2 separate regions of the Mus musculus genome follow, and region 2 is linked to region 1. The links are chromatin contacts, called in public promoter capture Hi-C maps. All regions are on one chromosome and are shown on one strand. The core of a region is the stretch at or near the end of the contact, and the rest is flanking DNA. Distances in the headings are between cores, read along the strand shown. Region 1 holds the start of Brf2 (BRF2, RNA polymerase III transcription initiation factor 50kDa subunit). Region 2 holds the start of Unc5d (unc-5 netrin receptor D).

Region 1 (3,391 bases), core at 615-3,114:
AAATACCTAATTAAAAAAAAAGGTGTATGCCACCACCGCCCAGCCCTTTGGCGCTCTCTCTCTCTCTCTCTCTCTCTCTCTCTCTCTCATTTGTTTATTTATTTTACATATATGAGTACACAGTCACCAACACACAAGAGGGCATTGGATCCAATTACAGATGGATGTGAGCCACTATGTGGTTTCTGGGAATTGAACTCATGACCTCTGGAAGAGCAGTCAGTGCTCTTAACCCCTGAGGCATCTCTCCAGCCCCTTGCTTTTAACTCTTGATTTCCTGCCTTTACTTTCCAAGTGCTGGGGCAACAGGCGAGTTATATTAAAGTTCAATACAAGATTGTTTTCCCCTTTTCTCTCTTAAAAAAAAATTAAGAGAGGGTCTAGCTAGCCCTAGCTGGCCAGGCACTCACTCTGTACATCAAATTGCCCTTGGACTCAAAGAAACCTGCCTGCCTCTGCCTTCTGAGTGTCAGAATTAAAGGCACGTGCCACGTGGATAGCTCAAAGTTCAAGGTTTTAAACATGTCTGAGTCGGCCTGTAGCTTCCAGTTTGCCAAAAGTTGAAGGGGAGAGAGGAGGTGTGTGTGTGTGTGTGTGTGTGTGTATGTGTGTGTTTGAAGGCCAGATGTAGTAGCAAATGTCTTTAATCCTAGCACTCAGAAGGTAGAGAGAGGCAGATTTCTGTGAGTTTAAGACTATCCTGGTATATATAATGAGTTCCAAGACAGCCAGAGATATACAGTGACTCTTGTCTTAAAGTACAAAACAAAACAAAACACCCAAATCAAACCAACAATAAAATCCGACAATTTAAAATGCATTCTTACCAACTCCTAGCCTCCATCAATTCAGAAGATAGCATCTGAAACCCATGGAAAGGGTTTCCCCATATTCTGTAATGTTATTACCAGTGGTCCCTATCGTATGATATATGGCTCTCTTTGTTCTAAATCTAATGCAATCTTCATGTAACCACTTAACAGTTCTATGTGTTATTTGGAGAAACTTGTATCTATCTGTTCCTGGGCTCAAGTCCTCCTTTTTGGCTCTAGCATAAACTCTTGTACATCCTCTTTGAGGAGAGAACTATGGTTTTTCATGCTATTCTCTGAAGATATTTAAATCTACCACTCAAGATTTTAGTTCATCTTATTGTATTTATTTAGAGACATGTTCTTATTAAGTTGCTCTGACTGGACTGAACTCATTATGTACACCAGGCTTGGCTCAATCTCTACCTCCTAAATGCTAGGATTAAAGAAATATGTTGGAAAACAACAACAACAAGAGAGACTTTGAAAGAGAGACGGCAACTTAGTGTGGGGAGGTCCGTAGAGTACAACACAATTTACTGCTCTCTCACTGCAGAGTGATCTATTTTCTACTACGGTCAAACTTAACGTTCCTTACTACATAGAAAGGAAAAAACTGGTTCCACTTTTTTGAAGGGAGTTAAATCAGGCATGGTAATACAAGCCTGTAATCCCAGCATGTAGTAGGCAGAGGCAGGAGGATCAGTATTTTAGGTCAGCCTGGGCTACATAAGCATGATAGGCTAAAAAATAAATTATAAATTGGATAATATATTTTAAAAAATAGTGTTTTGCAGACAACAATTCCACATCTGTGGTTTGTGTCAACTCCCCACGTGGCCTAACCACAAAAACCCAGAGAGCCTGAGAAACAGTTAAATCCAGGAACCTCCCTTTCTAACTCAGGTTTCTACCCGAGTCCACAGAAGGGATCGGAAGTGGCGTACTGCCGAGGGGAGGAGCAAACTGCCAGCCGATTGGCCAGCTGGCCGGAGGAGGATGGTGCATCCGGAATAAGCGCCCCTCCACTTTATTGCCGCTGCCCAGTTACAAGTTCTCTGGGAGTTTGTGCCTGACGGCGGTACCGCAGCCCTGGACCGACCGACGAGATGCCGAACGGAAGCCGCTGCCCGGATTGCGGCTCCTCCGAGCTCGTGGAAGATTCGCATTATTCTCAGAGCCAGCTGGTGTGCTCCGACTGCGGCTGCGTGGTCACCGAAGGGGTCCTAACTACCACCTTTAGCGACGAGGGCAACTTCAGGGGTACTGGTCTTGAACCCGGGGATCGCCAGCCTTGGGCGGTGGAGTCCTTAAACCCAGCTCCCTCTTTCCAGCCTCCTCCCTTTCTTGGCCATGCGCACAGTTAAATGTGAGAGAATTGGGCTTAAGTAAACAGATGAGCTGGAGGAGGGTGCGATCCATCTGATTTCCCAGTACCTACAACGGTGTCTGGCATTGGGTGGGTATATTGGTTGGTGAATGAACGAAACGATAAAGGTTTCATTCGTCTTGTCAGACCTAGTCAGTGTTGAAGGAGTGCCGGTAAATTATTTGAAAATAACAACACGAACCATCATCTCCTAGCAGGTTTTAGCACTAATTGGCAACTTGCTCTCCTCTGCGTTCCACGCCATTGCTCTAGTACAGCGGTTCTCAACCGGTGGGTGGTGACCGCCGTGGTGTCCACAGAATCTTTCACAGGAGTCCCCTAAGACCATCCTGCATATAGGCGGTTTACATTATGATTCATAATGCAATTCATAATTCTCTTTTTTTTCTGTAGCTAATGCAATCTTCGTGTAACCATTACAAAATTACAGTTATGAAGTAGCAACGAAAATAATGTTAAGGTTGGGGGTCACCACAACGTGAGGAACTGTATTAAAGGGTGGCAGCATTAGGAAGGTTGAGAACCACTGCTCTAGCCCTTGGCTAATGCAGCCCTCAAAAGTGAATGTATCAGAGAAATTATTGGAAAATCAGAATTGCCAGTGCAGCTTTTAAAAATACAGTTCTGTCCTATTACTTTTACATAGATGGGTATCTTCTCTGAGGTAGAAGTAGATACACAGTCATTTGAAATCTCCCTGGCCTTATGCAGTCAGAGGGCAAGGAGGAGGTGAACGAAGGCCAGCTGGGTAATTTGTTGTTTGCTATTTTACAGAAGTGACATATTCTCGAAGCACTGGGGAAAACGAACAAGTTAGTCGCTGCCAGCAACGAGGTGAGAATCAAACTTTTTTCCCCCTTAAATTTCAGCTTTGCTTTTATTTATGTCACTGTTTAATGTTTTGATATTATGTGTATGGGTGTTCTTACTGCATGTATGTGTGTGTGTGCAGCATGTGCATGCCTGGTGCCCATGGAGTTAGAAGAGGGGGTTGGATCATCTGGAATTGCAGTTATAGATGGTCGTGAGCAGCCCTGTGGATGCTGGGAAGCAAACCCCAGGTCGTCTACAAGAGCAATAGTGCCTTTTAACTGCTGAGCCATCTCTCCAGCCCAGAGCATCAACCTTTTTTTTTCTTTTCTTTTCTTTTTTAAATATATTTTTTTATTACGTATTTTCCTCAATTACA
Region 2 (3,391 bases), core at 515-3,014, 2.1 Mb before region 1:
TCCACCATTTCATTCATCATATTTTCTAGAATTATTAATGTCAAACTAGCTTATCTATTTTTCAGATTCCCAAAATAAACTGACTTTATTTTTTGCTCCCTGTGGGGACAATAAAGAGAATTAACTATGGTCATAGAATATTGAAAATATAACTAAATTTTTCTTTCTTTCTTTTTAAACAGAAATGCTCATTTGTAAGGGGACTGTCACATAGTCTTCAGCCATACAGGAAGGCAGGCAATGAATGAGTAGTTTCTGGGAGACAGGTGAGGCGTATTTGGTAGATTAATTCTCAATTCACCTTCTCAGAAGGAAAGGACAAACCCCTCATTTACCAAGATTCTAAAGAGATTTCCAGGCAAGTCCCTGGCCAGGCCCCACATCAGTCTTTGCTTTGAAGTATCTGTTCCCCAGGGTTTGGTTTTCTCCACCAGGACCTAAACTTGTTATTGAGCTGCAAGAGCTCTGTAGGAAAAAATCAGCTCCTTCCGCTGACGTGCACAAGCCTGGTGTCTGCAGAGAGGGATGGCCTACCTGTTTATCGGGTAATCAATCTTTGTCTATCATCCCCTTTGTCTTTGGGAGCAAGTAAGTTAGTGTGATTACCTCCTTCACAACAATCTCTCCACCTCAAACCATTTTTTTTTTCCATACAGAGGTGTTTGGGAGCAGGTTGCACTTGGACAAGATTTTTGTTGTTGTTGTTGTTTGTGTGTGTGCATGTGTGGGCTAGTGAGCTTGGTAGCCATTGAGGAATCACTTGCCAATGCTGTCTTTTAATTGAAGCTTTCCATCTGTATTGAGAACCCAGATTTCTGACCAGCTGAGTACAGGGGACATTTTGAAAGCTTCTGACAGAAAGCCATGGTCTGACTGTGGAGACCTGGACAGGAAGCCAACGGTCTTGGGGAAGGGGGTTGTCGTCTGTAGCTGGTTGCCTGCTCCAGCGGATGGGGTAAAGAGACAACTTTGAGGCCCTTCCAAGATCAGGTAAAGATCAAGCCATCTAATAAAAGGGGACTGGGAAGGGAGGGGTGGTGTGCTTAAACAAATGTTCCCTTTCTTTCTTCTCTGAAGACTTTGAGCAGGTCTCCTTTTGAACTTTACTTACTTACTAGAAAGGCAATTTCGAGGGCCTGAATTGGAATGAACAAAACCACATTAAGTGGTCAGATGTGAAGCAGTTTTGAGAACTTTTGAGATTCCAGAGCGGCAAGTATTAAAAAAAAAAAAAAAAAAAAAAAAAGGTTTTGCTTCCTTAAAGTAAAATTTGATCCCATACATCCCCAGAAGCCCTCGATTCATTTCCCTCTTCGTTTTCACATTTGGGCACAGTTGAAGCTTATCATTGCCCCCACCCCCCACCCCCACCCTCTTTTCTCCCTAGCGCCCGTCCCGTCCTCCCCAGGACTGCGGGTAAAAGTGGAACTCAAAGTTGAGCGAAACCTTGGTTTCCTGGAAGCCGCTGTCTCACTCAGAGTTAGCAAGCCAGACGCCCACATTCTGCCGCTGGGCGCTCGCCTCCAAGAGGCCGGGCTGCTCGGCACAGCTTGCGCTCGCGCATCCTCGCCTCCGGCCGCCGGGCTCGGGCGCGCTGCAATCCCGCACGCGCGGGGGCCTCTGCAGCGGGGAGGCGGTGCCCGCACGTGCGGCGGCTGCGGACTCACCTGCGCCTCCCGAGCCCGGCCCCGCCCATCGCCCCGCCCCGGCGTGACTCATTGGCCGCCGCTCGGAGGGGTGGAGCAGAGGCGGCCCCGGGGCTCATTAGCGATGCGGTCTCCAGGCTCGGTTTGGTAGTCCCGGACCCGGAGCGGAGCTGGGGCTGCGGGCCGCTTAGCGGGGACGGCGGGCGGCGCCGCAGGAGGCGATGGGGGCGCGCGCTGCGTCCCGCTGCCCATCTGATATCCCTGTTCCGCTGCTGTAGGGAGCGGCGGTGGGGAAAAAGAGACTCGCCACAGACCACCACCTCCGGGGAAACCTACTGGCGTTGGCTCCCTGCCGTCGTTCCTCGCGGACTTCCAGGGCGTGGAAGAGGAGCGAATCCTGAGAGGAGCTCGGAGCATGGGGACAGGGGCTGCAGACGGCAGCCGCGGGGCGCGCCGGTGGCTCCCATGGCTAGGACTCTTTTTCTGGGCGGCGGGGGCTGCGGCTGCCCGAGGTAAGCGCTGGGTGGACAGCGGTGCGCGAGGGGAGCGGGACTCTCACCTTCGGCGTGGGTTTCCCAAGTTGTTCTGGCTTCTCTCCGCGCGCGTAGCCCGACTCAGTGGGAACCGTGTTAGAGGAGCTCCAGGGGACCACTGCCTTTCAACCCAAGTTTGCTATCTGCAGTAATCCTACAGGTTGCTCTGACCGGGCCCCCCCCCCCCTTGAGTTTGCACCCGCTGAGATTTTCCAACCTCCCTCCCCACCCTCCGCCCCTCAATTGTTGCAGACTGGAAAACTCGTCTTCCCTATATCCTCTCTCGCCTTGGTCCTCTCCACTTTTCCTTCTTGGGCGAGCTCGTCCCTGGGTGGGAGCCCACGGTGATGTTCGAGAGTGCATAGGGAAAGAGGCATGCCCGTGGGTTCCAATAGAGACTGCGCTTTTTTTCCCCTTCAGGGGGAAGCATCCAAGCTGGTCACTTCGCTCTGCACCAAGCCCCTCGGGCGACCCTAGTCTTGGCTCTAAGCCAGCAGTGGTTTTGCCTTACAGAATCTGCGAGGGGGCAAGAGCTCTGGGGAGTGTGTACCCTGGGGTTTAACTGCGCCTGCAGTGCCCAGCCGGATAAGCAGTTGGCCGGAGGGAGGCTGTACTCTCGGCGCATCCTCTCCCTATCGGGTGCTTATACCAGCTTAGAAGCGCGGGCCCTACTGAGCAGCAGGGAAATTTAGAAGCAGAGATTTCTCTGCTTCTAATAAGCTCAGGAGCCCCCCCCCCCCCCCCCACACACACACACATACACACACTCTTTTTCTAGATCCGCTGCACTCCAGCAGAGCATCAACTTAAAGATAAACCACACGGACCTGTTTTGAAGCTGATCACAGGCAGTTCCAGACAGCCCCAGTGCTGTGGCTACCTTTGAAATAATCTAGAAGCTTCCCTTTCCCTGCCCTTCTTTACCTTTCTTCTTTGCTGCTTGCCATCCAGCCGGCTTAGAATATGTAATTGCATTAAATGATTTACCTAACGCTTGTCTAGCAAGAGGTGGCACCGGGCTAACCACCTCTCCTTCTGTTCTGTCTCTTGAACATATCGCTAGTAGCTGTGAGGCCTTTGGAAGGGTTGACAAAGATGCCAAGAACCGGTATAATCTCATTTTTTTTAATAGAAGCTAACGGTGTTAGGAGCAGCGATACCGCCTGGAAAGAGGAATTAAAAGGGTGGATAGAGGTTTTCAGCAGTATGATC

Evidence for each region. Promoter capture Hi-C pulls out the DNA fragments that hold promoters and counts their contacts.
Region 2: a promoter capture Hi-C map of hippocampal neurons shows a contact between it and region 1, with 9 times the contacts expected there. The contact joins the promoter of Unc5d here to the promoter of Brf2 in region 1.

What each region holds. Positions count from the first base shown.
Region 1 is chr8:27,127,105-27,130,495 of GRCm38.p6, reverse strand. Brf2 (BRF2, RNA polymerase III transcription initiation factor 50kDa subunit) reads left to right here and starts at 1,864. Exons shown (of 4, transcript NM_025686.2): 1 at 1,864-2,075; 2 at 2,977-3,036. The coding sequence starts at 1,922.
Region 2 is chr8:29,218,009-29,221,399 of GRCm38.p6, reverse strand. It overlaps Unc5d (unc-5 netrin receptor D), which reads left to right and starts at 1,764. Exons shown (of 18, transcript NM_153135.3): 1 at 1,764-2,158. The coding sequence starts at 2,062.